Regions from separate parts of the Gossypium hirsutum genome. Here region 1 is linked to region 2. A link is a contact called in public Hi-C data. All regions are on one chromosome and are shown on one strand. The core of a region is the stretch at or near the end of the contact, and the rest is flanking DNA. Distances in the headings are between cores, read along the strand shown.

Region 1 (7,179 bases), core at 3,046-5,545, 180 kb after region 2:
AAAGAATGTGCTGTTTGCTTTGTCTTTTACCTCATTCTTGCGCTGCAAATTTTAGTATACAATGTGGTTCATACCATAAATGACATTGTTGGGACCTGCAAAAGTGGAGATAGATGTAGAGCCTAAGCATTTCTCTTGCGAAAAAACCCTAATTACCATCTCGTGCATTTATCCATTTGTAATTACAAGGGAGAATGTCAACTATTTTCAAAGTACAAAGTGGTTAATGAATTTAAGAATCCAAATGAACTTTTTCAAAGATTCCCACAATGTCCAGGCCAAAATTAGGGCCATTAGAAGCAGAAGATCGAGTAGGATGGTCATGATGTGCAATGAGTGGTGCAACTAGACCAGCATTGCCCGCTATGCTCGGTTCTGTGAACCATGTCTTCTCCCTTTCATCAGAGAGGTCATCAAATTGATCTGGTCCGGCTACCATTGCTCCCAAAAGTATATTAGGATTTCGATCTTGAGAGTGTAGCCATCTTCACCTTCAGCACAATCGAAGATCCCTTTGTCAGTCGTTGTTTCATCGTCAGCTGCTGCAGCAAAGTTTGTGGTGGCATAGTCGAGAAAAGTACGGTTCCCTGTGGCAAAGAACAACCTAGTTCTGGCCCGGACCAACTCATCTTTGTACCCGGATGATCCGTAAAGCTTTCTTGCTTCGCCTCCACAAGCATCAATGATGGTGTAAGTTATGGCTGTGAATCTGATCTTCTTTTGCAGTTATCTCATATATCTGCTCTGCTTTTTTAATCGATCTCATATATCTGCTCTGCTTTTTTAATCAATCTTTGTGCATATTCGTTCTCTTATTTAAATGCTATTGAAGCTGCTGATAGTGCTGCAACAATTTCCCCTGCTAAATCAGAAGTTGTCTCATTACAAACTGAAACAGGCTTCTTGTACCTCATGTCTTCAGGCGTTTGCCAACAATTTATATCGTCAGGGACCAGATTTTTAGTGTCATTACCTGCATTTCCAACCTAAAGGGCCCAACAACCTAGGTCTAAATTGACTTACCTAGGTCTAAATTGACTTGGCTGGATTTCCACAATAGCACACCAAAACCTAATTCTTTAAATTGGCTGGGTTTTTAAAATAGCACACCCGAATTATGATCGGCATCTCTATTTTTTCTCTTATTCTTTTTCTCTTCTCTTTTTTTTTCTTCTTTTCCCCTTCTTCTTTTTCTAATACTTAATTTAAGACTATTTAAACTGATGCTAACCCTCAGGCTGGCTGATTAATGACAGCAAGGAGCCCATTAAATGCCATAACTGAAAATAGTTAAAAGGATTGATTTGTTACTTTTTGAAAATTGAATGTCTAAATTGAAAACAGAGTGACTGTGTTGTCGATTGCATCAACACTGATTAACTGTTGCTATAATTTGCCCTATTTTAATTCCATTAGTTTCCTATCGTTTGCACAAGCCTCATTTTATCAGACAAGAAATGCAGAGATGCCCCAATGGATCATCCCAACTGTATAATTTACAGATTTGGACTATAACATTATCAAGGCATGACGGTCCAAGTGCGTCTTTTTATTGACCACATCTAAAAAACAGGGATGTAAATCGTGAATATCATCAATCATAAGCATAACCTGCTGATAGCTATGCGACATACTAGAATCCACAACTGATACAAGCGGGAAATGGTCCAGGTAGCATAACAAATATCATATTTAACAGACATATCTGCTCGCTTACACAACAAGATACTGATTTATTCATATAGTAGCATTACTCTTTTTTAGTGCCTACTTGAGTTCCTTCAGAAAGTCCTCATTGTCAACCAGAACCTGCAGAAACAAAGCATAACCATATTATAAACTTGTCAACATAAAAAAGGCTTCTTATAACACGAATCACTCAAAACATTTTATGCTATGCTCTAATTCACGATCTAGTTTGGTTGAGACATGGATGCGCCGTGACCATATGTTTTCATAATCTATCACTCAGCCATCGTATCTCTCCTGATTCCTATTTATGATTCTTCCTTGTAATCTATCACTCAGCCATCATAACCTATTATTCTTTACAAATTCTCATGAAAATAGTGCAGACGGAGAAGTTGCAGTAGTACTAAAAGCTTACAGTTTTCCAGCCATCAGGATCTAGGAAAGAGGTAATTTTAGTGTTGATCCCAGGAATTGGCCCCGGTTTACGAGTAACCTTTCCCCCAAGCTCTTGTATAACATGTTCCACAACCTCACCGCTTTTGTATACATCATCAGTGCTAATAGCAACCTGGAATAAGGAAAATAGTCACCCAAAAAGGACAATGGAATCAGTAGTAACAGAGACTTTTATCTGCAAGGATATAGCTAAGTATAGAGTTAAAAACAGACCTGTGCATATGCATTTCCCTTGGTATATTCAGTCACTCCGTAATTGTAAGTCAACTCAAGAACAGTAGTCTCATGTTCTTCTGCATACCCCATCATAGCTATGGAGTACTGTCAAGCACACGCAACAAAAACCAGAGTTAGGCTTCCTCTGCAGCTAGAAGATAAGCTTTACATATCCTTCTAAGCTAATAATATGAATAGAAAAAGCCAAGTAGGACAGAATTTACCTTATATTCAGGCCTATCCACCTTCTTTACTAGCTTCATTCCCAACGCCTGCAAAGAAATAGATGTATAAAAGCAAGGCCATTACCAACTCAAAAGAAAAAAGAAAAAAAAAAAGTTTGGAGCATTAACCACCAGTAATCAATTAGATCCAAAGACTGCTTATGACTAATTGACTATTCTCCAATAAATAAAATTTTCATCTAAGTGATTCATGCACTCAAAGTCTAGGCACAATGAATTTGCGGTCAAATTGAACAATAAGATTAGTTAGAGAAACAAAAGTCAAGAAAAAGGTTATTTTACTTTGCACTACCTTTTCATAGAACTTAACAGAGCGGTCTAAATCCCCAACACGAAGCATTACTTGACAGAGTGGCTCAGGAGTAGAAGCTCTTTGGATGAGCTCAAAAATATAACCATCAGGATCCTTCACGAAAGCAATAACAGAGGATCCACCTTTAACTGGACCAGGCTCTCTTGTAATATTGCCACCCTTTGCACGGATGTCCTCAACCATTTTGTAGACCTAAAATACAAAAATGGATATATATATATCAGCATTCTCAATGAATCTTTTGTTTGACTATCCAAATGTTTGAAACTTACATCAGGTGTTGCAATTGCAAAATGCCCAAAACCAGTTCCAATATCATACGATGATACTCCATAATCTGTAGAGAAGAATAAAAGCTTTTAACTCAGAGATCAAAGAAGTTTACACTTTAGATTAACAGTAGCGAAGTATGCCACAATAGATGTAGCAGATATCTATAACATATATTGAATAAAAGGAATCGATATTTTAACTGTTTGACAAAAAGAAAAATTTGCCAGCTCCAAGCATTACAGATATAACAAAAGCCATTTGCAGTAAATATTTCGCTATAAAAATACAAGGAAAACATAAACGTACTGTAAGTTAACTCAACAACGAAATGAGACTCCTCTGGGCCAAACCCAAGAAAGGCATTGGAGTATTTCTCTTCAGGAATATCTCTTTTCCTCAACAATTTCATCCCAAAACACTCAGTGTAGAACCTAGATACAAATTTGTAGCATTAAAACTTCAAAAAGAAAGTGAAAATTTAAGAACATCAATAGTACTAGAAATAAAAAAAGCAAATGTTACTTGATGGTACGATCAAGATCGCCAACACGGTACACGGCGTGAAGGAACCGACGCTTATCTTTCTTCGGCCATTCCAACAACTCAGTGCTGGGAACTGCAGCTGAACCCTCAGCCATCTTTCAACAAATCCGATTGCTGTGTAATCATTCGCAAAGTCAACCAAATGAATAGAAATTACATAATAAAAATATCATTTTCATTTCATTTTTCAATTTTAAAGTAAAGATCAAAGCTAAAACTTATTACAAATATAGATCAAAACCAAAAAAAAACTAAACCCTAACCCAAATTAAAGAAACCCTAATTTGGATCGAAGAACTTACCAGCAATTACTAGAGAAAAATAGAGTGAGAGTGGGAGTGAGTGGGAGTGAAGCGCCCTGTATAACGCAGTGTCAACATTGGGACAAATTTATAAACTTTTTAATTTTTATTTCACTAATGTAACATGACAGTTACAAAGTGGTGATATAACCGACAAACACGTCTCTTAAGTAGTTTCAGCCAACCAATCAGATATGTGCTTTTCTTCTTGTTAAAAACGCCAACTGTTGTTCTAGACAATTTTGGGAGTTAATACGGAAGTCTAAATCACTAACGGATATTAATATGGAAACGTGGCGATATCCAAATCATTACCACCTATTGAATAAAAAAAATTAGTATTCTCAATTTTTTTTAGTATTGAGCAGCTTTAGAATTTTTTTGCTAATATTTAATTTTTAATGAGTTTTCATAAGAGTGAAAATTAATTATTGGGTTCATTCTAATATATACATTAAAAAATAAAAAAATTTATTTTTTTAAATCATCAATTACTTTGATAAAATAAAAAATGATTGCTTGTTCTTTTTAATATAATATCTTATTACAAATTGATGGATTGCAAAATAAACTAAAGAGAGAAGAAAGCAAATCACGAAGATTATTATATTAAAAATTAGATTTGATTTTGTCTAGTTTACTTAAAAATTTAAAAAATTAATCATTATTTATTAAATTAAAAAGTAAATTGATCTTTTTAATAATAATTTTTCTTGTTAAAACTAACGTCAATAATGGTAATAGAATGATCATAAAAATAAGAACATACAGATTTTATGTGGAAACTCTATCGGGAAAAAATCACAGGCAAATGAGAAGAAATTCACTAATTTTAAAAGAGAATGATACAACAAGAGTTTCGACTACGTCTATTTAAAGGTTAAAAAACATATACAACAAGAGTTTCGACTACGTCTATTTAAAGGTTAAAAAATCATATTCTAATCAATGTCAAATAGAAGAAGTGTAGTTCTATACGAATTCTACTTGTGCATCATGGTCCATACACAGATCCCCTTATTTTGCTACTACATTTTATTTCTTTAACAAGTGTTGAATTCGAATGATACAAGGTGAGTTTCGACTACATCTATTTAGAGGTTGAAAAAAACCTAATTCTAATCAATGTCAAATATATTATGCTAATAAATGCTAAATATATTATGCTAATAAATACAAGATCTTCTAGAAAGAAAATATACTTTATTTAACTTGACTTGCAAATAATCTCTTAGAATTTGGGTTGTACAACTCTAACAATCTCCATATTGACATGAATTCTCAACGAACAATTTCTTCATCACAAACTCTCAATGAACAAGTTCTCCACATCTTTCACAAAACCCTTTAAAGGTATTCTTCAACAATGAACACTAACCAAGTCCAAGCAATCTCAAACTTGGTTATAGGAAGTGACTTAGTCATCATATTTGTAGGATTATCATGAGTACTAACTTTGCTCACAACAATATCACCACGAACAATAATATCACGCAAAAAATGATACCGAACATCAATGTGCTTTATTCTCTCATGAAACATTTGATCTTTCGAAAGGAAGACGTCACTCTGACTATCACAAAGCACTATACTGATCTGAAGGTCTCTACTGAGTTCACCAAAGAGTTCTTTTAACTAAATAGTTTCTTTACAAGCCTCGATAATTGTCGTGTACTCAGCTTCAGTAGTAGACAAAGCAACTGTAGTTTGCAAAGTGGCTTTCCAACTGATTGCGCAACCTCCAATAATAAAGACATACCCGGTGAGAGATATTCTTTTATTAAGATCTCCAGCAAAATCAGAATCAACATACTCAATAACTCCATATCTAGTTCTTCCAAACTATACGCAAACATCAACAGTACCTCTTAAGTATCTAAAAATCCAGCGAACCACTTTTCAGTGTTCTTTACAGAGATTCACTATGTATCTACTAATTGCACTAATTGCATATAAAAAATCTAGACGTGAGCAAACCATAACATACATGAAAGATCCCACTACACTAGAATATGGAACACATGCCATGTAATCAATATCATAATCTAATTACGGACACAAAACTGATGAAAGCCTGAAGTGGGCTACTAATAGAGTACTAAAAGACTTGGCATTCTACATACTGAACCTGCGAAGAGCTTTCTCAATGTACCATTTCTGACTTAGGTACAATTTACATGCTTGTCTATATTTGAGAATCTCTGTAATGACCCAAAATTCATGGGCACCGGAAAAGTGAGTTATAGGGCCTCCATCTTAGTGAAATAAGTTCGAAAATAATTATTAAAAATATTTATGAGCCTAGTGGTGTGTCTAATTAGGATTTAATTAGGTGAATTTAGCTAAATTTAGAGTAAGTAATAAAAAGGATTAAATTGAATAAAGGGTAAAAGTTTAATTATAAAACAATAGAATATAAAAAGGATTAAAATGGCAATTAAGCCATTGACTGCAATTGAGGCGGCATATTGGTGAAATAAAATCAAAGATTTTTTTAGGTTTATATATTATAATGATTATTATTATGGTTTTATATTAAATTATTATGATTATTTAATTGATAATATATTATAAATAAATTAAATAGAAGACAATTGTATGGTAATAAAATATACATGTGTAAGAATTGTATTGGTACATTTGTAATTTAAATATTTAATTACTTATAATTTAAGTATAAATATATTTTATAATTATTAATTGTATTAATTAAATCATGCGATTTTTATTTGATAAGCAAATTAGATAATGACATTTGTAATAATATAAATATGTACACTTGTTATATAATTATTAATTTACTATATAATTATTAATTTACTTAATATTAAAGTAAAAGATACTTTAATATATGATATTTATATTATATTATGTTAATAAAATAATATAGCATAAAAGAATTAAAGAAACAAAAGAAACAAAACAAAAGAAACAGAAACGAAACAGAGAACAAAACGAAAACAGGGGAAGAAAAAGGGAAAGAAAATAAAAAGGGAAATTGGGATTTTAAAGCTTCAAGTTTAATTGGTAAGCTTAATTAAGTCATTTTCTCTTAATTTTGATATTTTAGAAGCCTTAAAACAAGTTTTGATGAAATTAAGTTGATAATTCAAGAGTTTATATGTTTCCAAGTAGGGTT
Region 2 (6,947 bases), core at 3,711-6,210:
GTTAAGAAGGAATTGTATGAAGAAAAAGCAAGCAATAATTAAAATTCAGAGCAATTTCCGACTGCAAAAATGCTTGAGAACTTATCAACAATATAAAAATCCCAACAGTTCAGCGATCATCATTCAATCTTTTGTGCGTGGATGGATGGCAAGGAGAGAAGCTCGGAGATATAGGTATCTTGTTGTTATGATCCAAGTAAGTTGTCTCTCCCATGTTTATGTTATGAAGTTTCCTCGTATTTCTTAAGCTGCCTTCATCCTATGGTCAAACTGATATATCTCTATAAGAATAAGATGTTTCTACTTGTTACAATCGATTGCACTAAATATTTGGCTTGGTTTATATTTGGAACTATGGCACATTTAGTTAAAATTGCTGGCTTAATCAATACGCATCCTTTTGCTAATGTGCTTAATATATATTCTTTGAATGTTCACTTGCATGTCTTACCCAATTTTAAGTAAATTTATTCTACTTCATTTTTCCTTGTGAATTTGGTAGTCTCATTGGAAAGGTTATGTTGCCCGGAAAGAATCGAGAGGGCAGCTAAAGGATTTACGCTTGAGAATGGTGGAGTCTGCTAAGAACGTTGATGATAGCAAACGTATTATTAACAGGCTTTTATCAGCACTTTCAGTACTACTAAGCATGAAAAGCATCAGTGGCATTCTTCACCATTGTGAGACCTTGGGTATGTTTTTCCATATATTCAAGAAAATAAAGAGTCGGATCAACATAGATGAAAATATAATCATCATGATTTGACATACACTAAAATAATATGATCGAATATAAAGGGCACCTATTAATGAGCAGAGGCTAGTTTGATAAAGCTAAAATGAGATTTGAATCTACATGCTTATGATTATACTCAATTTGCAGATATGGCAACAGCCCATTCTCAGAAATGCTGTGAAGAACTTGTGGCTGCGGGTGCAATCGGCATTCTACTGAAACAGATTCGGTCAGCCAGTCGAAGCATCCCTGATCAGCAGGTTCTAAAGCATGCACTCTCAACCCTCAGAAACTTAGCCCGATATCCCCATTTGGCCGAAGTGTTAATCGACACTCCTCCATCAGTTGAGATAATCTTATGGGAGATGCTCAGGTTTTCCTATTTTCCAACTTAATCAGAAAATGGTACATCTTATGTTGTTTTGTTCCTGATTTGGTTATAATATACATATTTCCAGGAACAAGGAAGAAGGTTACTTTATTGCTTCCGAGATCTTGAAGAAGATATGTTCAAATCCGAAAGGTGTGAAAGCTGTACACAAGTTTCCTGCTCTTTTGAAGAGACTACACACTCTTGTTGAAGAGCTTACAAGGAAATTGAACACTGAAAAAAGGTCAGACTTTTTTTTACTATAAAAGCTAATTTCCCTTTAGAAACATGTCTCTTGTTGGAAGAAAAATGACCTACAACTGACGTTTTCTTATCCTACAGGAATCCTCGTACTGTTGTCCTAAAAGAGAACACAGATAGAAGATTGAAGAAGGCAGTCCAACTTCTTAGACTGATAACAAATGGTTATCGAATCCAGTAATTATCGTATCTGTTAGCAAATGTTGATATGTGACTGATTTGCATCCTCAATGCAAAGGTTGTGTTTGTTGTTGTATGTGTGACTGATTCAGATTCTATTCTTTGCAAATGAATATGATTTGAATTGTTAGATGCACACTGACACTGCTATTGGAACAGTAAACATGGTTTTTTCACAAACATAAAAGAGTAATTTGATTGAATTCTAGTGCAGAGAATCAAAAGCCCAGGTGGAACATTTTGTACAAACTTTTGAGTATATAAATAAACCTTTAGAAACCTAGGATTAAACAAATATAAAGACAATAAAATTAAACATGGAAGGAGGGATTGTTCAAGGAAATGAATTCAATCTGGTTTCTTCAGGTTGAGACAATTATCTGCTGCTTGACTGAATAACTCCTGAACCTGTTTCAGTTCCTTCTCTGGTAAGGAAATAACATACAGATAGTTAGAACTTTAAACTGGGGAGCTTAATTTCTCTAGGTAAAAAACAACATAGGTTAAAATCTGCTATTAGTCCCTGTACTTTGATTTGCTATTTTAAAATTTTGAAGCGGCAAATAGGTTATTGCATGTGTAATACCATGTCAGCTTGCTATTTTAACATATTATTCAAAATAAAGAAAACTAATTAATAGATTTAATGACTGAAGTTTGCATTAAGATTGAAAATTTGAAACTTGAAAAATGTAATGACTAAAAATGGTTGTGTCGGATAACATGGACTAAATTTACAACTTTTAAGCATAATTCAGGGCTAATAGTAGAATTTAACCAAACAGATTTAACTGCTGTTAAGACTACAATTTCAAAATTCGAAAAAGTACCAAGTACTAAATCCAAAACTTAAGCAAAGTACAAAGTCTAATAGCTGAATTTGACCAAACAACACAAATACTAGTAGATCAAAATGAACTGAAAGTTTAAAGGAATGAGAGATGAAGCAAACATCCTATGTCTTGCATACAACATAAATTTTTCCAAAGCATTTTTCAAAAGTACTTCTCAAAAAGCACTTCTCCACGTAACTTTTCAAAAGCAAGCAATAAAGAACTGGCCCTTAGCCACTGCTCAAACATATATTGAAAATGCGCAGCCTAACTCACTCTCTTATTTATCTATAAGAAGATGGAAGATGATTATGTTGCTACAACACGACTACTCAATGCATATCTGGATTCGGGGAATATAGCTTTTCAAGGACTTGGAAAAGCAAATCTACACATTCACTCCCAAGCCAAGTCTACATAAAAAAGAATGTAAAAAGGATGGGGGAAAGGTACCAGCAGCCTCCAGTTGTTTCTGAAGTTCTTGGCCTACAGCATCATTTTCAGCCTAGACAACAGGGGTAAAATGAAAATGAAAACAGAAAATTCCAACAACTAATTTAAAACGAACAACATTATTGAACAAACTATATTACTTGGAGTTCAGCAATCCTTCTAAGTTGAGCTTCTTCACCGCCTTCTGAAGGTGGAAGTGCAGCAACCAATGCATCGAACTGTGGAAATACCGGGAGCAATAATCACTAATATCATCCCCACATGGGATCTAACTGTAATTAGAGTACTGATTGATTCCCAGAAATTCTGACCTGTTTAGCAGCCTTAACAAGAGCAGCACTCATGAGCTTAGGTTGATCGGCGAAATTGGCAGAGTCCTCGGTGGGATTGGAAGGGGGTTCTGGGTAATTAGGGGAGAGCCTAACGGGTGGAGCATCTCGTTGCAGTGTCCCAAATGTGTTGAAAGTTAGGGCTGCTATAGAATTTACTTGTTCTTGTAATTGGGAAATGATATCCATCTTAAAACCGCGAGAAAAAACTCAAATCTTACGAATCTTAACTTTCAGAAAATTCGATCTTGGAGCTTCGTAAACTGCTTAAATCTGAGAACCCAAAGACGGGATGCAGGTAAAGTATCAACTTTGAAGGGGAGCTCAACTTTGAGTAGGGAGCCAGCCTCGAAGGGGAAAAATCACATGGGCTTAAGTAGGTTAAAAATAGGGAGTCATTTGGCCCACGAAATTATGTATAGTTTCAAACCCTAAACCCCATGGATTTGGAATTGTTTGATCAAAAGAAAAAGGCCTCACTAGACCCATTTGTTTATTCGTTGCACCATGTTGAATCAATTATCCTGTTTTGGGAGATTTTCCTTCTAATAACTGGGTTTTGATTGCTGATTTTTTTGCCATATAATAGAAGCATATGGGAATGGAACTAGAAACCAAGTCATAAGACTGCAAAGAGTTTCCGTCACAATCATAAATAATCCAAATTAGAGACAAATAGTACCTAAATTAAGCATTTGCCTTAAAAACTCTCTCAACTATTCTCGGTCACGACATTCACTGCCCATCTTTCAAGCCTTGCCTTGCAAGCCTCATTCTATTTTTGTAACTCGAAAAACCTAAGAATGTGGTGGTGGAGTGGCATCTTTGGCATTGGATTCCACACTGTAAGTGTTGGCAGTGGTAACTAGGGAACTGTTAACTTCAGGGACAACCATTGTTGGAAGAACAGATTCTTCGGCACCAGACTTGGGTTCAAATGGAATAGTATCTGCCCCACATATCATTACTGGTAGGCCAGTCATGGATGCAGAGCATGGAGCTGTTGCACTAGTCGTAACATCATCACTAGCAAATAATCCGTCCATGTACTTCTGACCAAGCTCTGACTGGGTGTCTTGCCTTGATGAAGCCTGTTTACCAAACATGTTGATTCCAGCGTCACAAGCCATGGCCTGAGTTTCAGATTCAGAAATTTGGGGAGTTTGGTTGTTGCCAATGTCAAGGCTTATCGTGTCATGATCATGAATCAATGCCTGCGGCTTAAGCTCAGAACTCAGGGCTTTGTATTGAATCTGAGGCTTCAGATTTATTGTTTCAGTAGCTTGCAAAGTAGCAGCAAATTCTGCAGATAGCTCAGAAGCTTTAGTTGCCTCTACATTAATACTTGGCCCTTTCATCTGTTTGAAGGCTTCAAATCCCTGAAGTGACTGATGCTGTCCAACAGCTTTCTCATTATGTAATCCAGAATCCGAGCTTTGTTCTTGCATGACCTTTTGTCGTAAGGGAAGACCAGCTTCATTTATTGGCAAGTTACTAGCTGGAGGAATTAGAATAGAAGCAAATTGGCTCTCACCAGCAACCGAGGCACCAGGCTCAAGCCCCATGTGTAGACCTCGGTCATGACGGTTAGATGCGTCATTTTTTTGCTCAACCGGCTTCTCACTTTTCCCTGATGGACTCAAAACATGGAGATGACCATGGAGGTTTACAAATGGGATAGGAATATCTTTTCTTTTGTGCATCTTAGCATGAGGAGCCACATCGTTCGCATTGGTAATGGGAGCAAATAGCCCCGGTAGAAAAACAAGACCTCTAAGATGTGTGTTGGTATCACCTACCTTAACATGAAGAACATACCCAGCATCAAATGAACCTTCAATAACACCAGAAACCATCTGACCTAACATGTCAGAAGAGGCAGGGTCACTTATCCACTCACTCTGCTTGTTTCTCTTCAGATTGTCAGATTCAGGTGTTGCAGGTGTGTAGTCCCCACGTTCCCGCTTCATAGGGGTTTCTGCTGAGGAAGTTAAGCTTACCCCTTGATTCTTGCTGCTCATCCTGCAAAGATGGATGCACAATTTATACCATCTTATCATAATTCTTTTTGCAATAAGCTTTTCGAGTTTACTAGCAATCAGAAAAGAATTGCAATGAGCAAATAAGAACAGAGTGCATTAGAAAAATCATACAAATTTGTTGTTGATCAAGATACCGCTTCTTTTGCCATACTAATCAACCATATTTCAGAAGAATCAAGTGTACCAAACTATAACAAAAGACCCTCTAGATCATTATTAACATAAGATGACCACCTATTGGTGCATTAGGTAAGTGTCTTTCTTGGAGTAGAGTCAGTTTCTGGTCTAAAATTTCAATATTGATAAGTGCTAAATGCCATATAGTTAGACCCAAGAACAAACCTGATGGATATAGATTTGATTATGACATGTCTTGTCATATTCAATCTTACACCGATGGTTCCGAAAAATTTGTACAGCTAAGCAGGCAATATACATTCATGATAGGTGTTGCTAATGCTACAAACAGTTGGAACAAAAGCTCACAAAATAAGAGCTATGGATATCAGGATCTCTAAGACCTTGCCATCTCTAAGGGTGTGCTTGGTAGGGAAGAAAAGTGAGGAAGAAAAATAGGAGAGATGACCATTTCCATCCTAATGCATAGAAACCAATCCTTCCAAATAGGGAAGATGAGAGGAGAGAAAATGCAAGAGAGGTGTCTGTTAGATCAAAATTATATATTTTTCAAAAATTTTATTTGCTTTCCTTTCATTTTTCAACTCTACCAAGCAATGGATCCAGTTTTTCATCTTTCCTACCAAGCACACGTATGGAAAGAAAAATTATGTTTTCCATCCCTCTAGTTTTCTACCCCTTCAATCTTCCATCTTTCCAATTTTCTTTCCACTCTACCAAGCAAAGCCTAAGAGAACAGTCATTTTCTGGAACAATTTTTGGGATAAGATAAAAATACAGACATGATTTGTCAAGGATGTGTAAGCAGATACAAGAAATTCTGACACAGAGCTAAAGTCTTTTTCAAGTCCATAGGTTTTGCTTGATTGTCTAAATTGTGCATGCAGCAATATACCAGCCACTGAAAATGCTAAGCAAATCCCCATTTTAAACTTTAAACGATGATTTCTTATCCCAAGTTCTCATATTATCAAAGGATATTGAGACTTGAGAAAACAACAATGTTGTCATATATTTAAGGAAAAAAAAAACAAGGATGAAACAGACAGTTCTAATATCTGTGCATAACAGACATAAAACCCGAAACTCGAATCCGAAAAACATTCGAAGGGGGCAAACTTCCCATTTGCAACAAAACAACATTGTTTTGAGCCCTTAATCATAACCTTAAAAACAGAAAATACAGCTTTTTTGACACATTTCAAGTATCTCAGATTTTTTCAATGGGGTAGAAATCAAAGAAAGTACCATCTTATTTTATTATTTGTTAACAATCTAAAGAGGGTAATGAATCTGAGGCTTTTTCAGCTAAGTTATGAACTAACCCAAAATAATCCCAAATACAATAATATAAAAGAAAAACAAATTACTATTGAATTGTGTTTATTTCACTTAAAACAAAATTGTTAACGCCATGTTTCCACAAAAGCTACAGTATTTAAATTGAAAGAAAGAAAAGAAAGGATACTGTACCTTTGTTCTGTTGGAGATTCTAAAATCCAAATCAGCTGAGTGAAAAAAATGGTGGGTGAGATCAATTATCAAGATAATAATAATCAGTAAAGTAAGTAAGCAAACCAAAAATTTTACTCATTTTTTAATTGT

What was found. Hi-C and Micro-C count contacts between places; a contact is called where the count stands out from the background.
Region 1: a Hi-C map of leaf shows a contact between it and region 2, with 2.7 times the contacts expected there. The contact joins the promoter of LOC107961996 here to the promoter of LOC107961989 in region 2. A contact is called at or near these places in 4 of 34 Hi-C or Micro-C datasets (callus and leaf).

The regions. Positions count from the first base shown.
Region 1 is chrA06:116,715,853-116,723,031 of Gossypium_hirsutum_v2.1, forward strand. It overlaps LOC107961996 (lactoylglutathione lyase GLX1), which reads right to left and starts at 4,296. Exons shown (of 9, transcript XM_016898200.2): 1 at 4,041-4,296; 2 at 3,718-3,852; 3 at 3,502-3,626; 4 at 3,195-3,259; 5 at 2,902-3,114; 6 at 2,589-2,636; 7 at 2,362-2,469; 8 at 2,108-2,260; 9 at 1,518-1,809. The coding sequence starts at 3,833. The coding sequence ends at 1,768.
Region 2 is chrA06:116,539,221-116,546,167 of Gossypium_hirsutum_v2.1, forward strand. LOC107961989 (mediator of RNA polymerase II transcription subunit 21) reads right to left here and starts at 4,961. Exons shown (of 4, transcript XM_016898193.2): 1 at 3,145-4,961; 2 at 2,974-3,051; 3 at 2,834-2,885; 4 at 1,663-1,972. The coding sequence starts at 3,351. The coding sequence ends at 1,896. LOC107961988 reads right to left here and starts at 6,934. Exons shown (of 2, transcript XM_016898192.2): 1 at 6,816-6,934; 2 at 3,787-5,184. The coding sequence starts at 5,183. The coding sequence ends at 3,960. It overlaps LOC107961987 (abnormal spindle-like microcephaly-associated protein), which reads left to right. Exons shown (of 18, transcript XM_016898190.2): 14 at 1-196; 15 at 503-692; 16 at 884-1,109; 17 at 1,195-1,350; 18 at 1,449-1,683. The coding sequence ends at 1,548.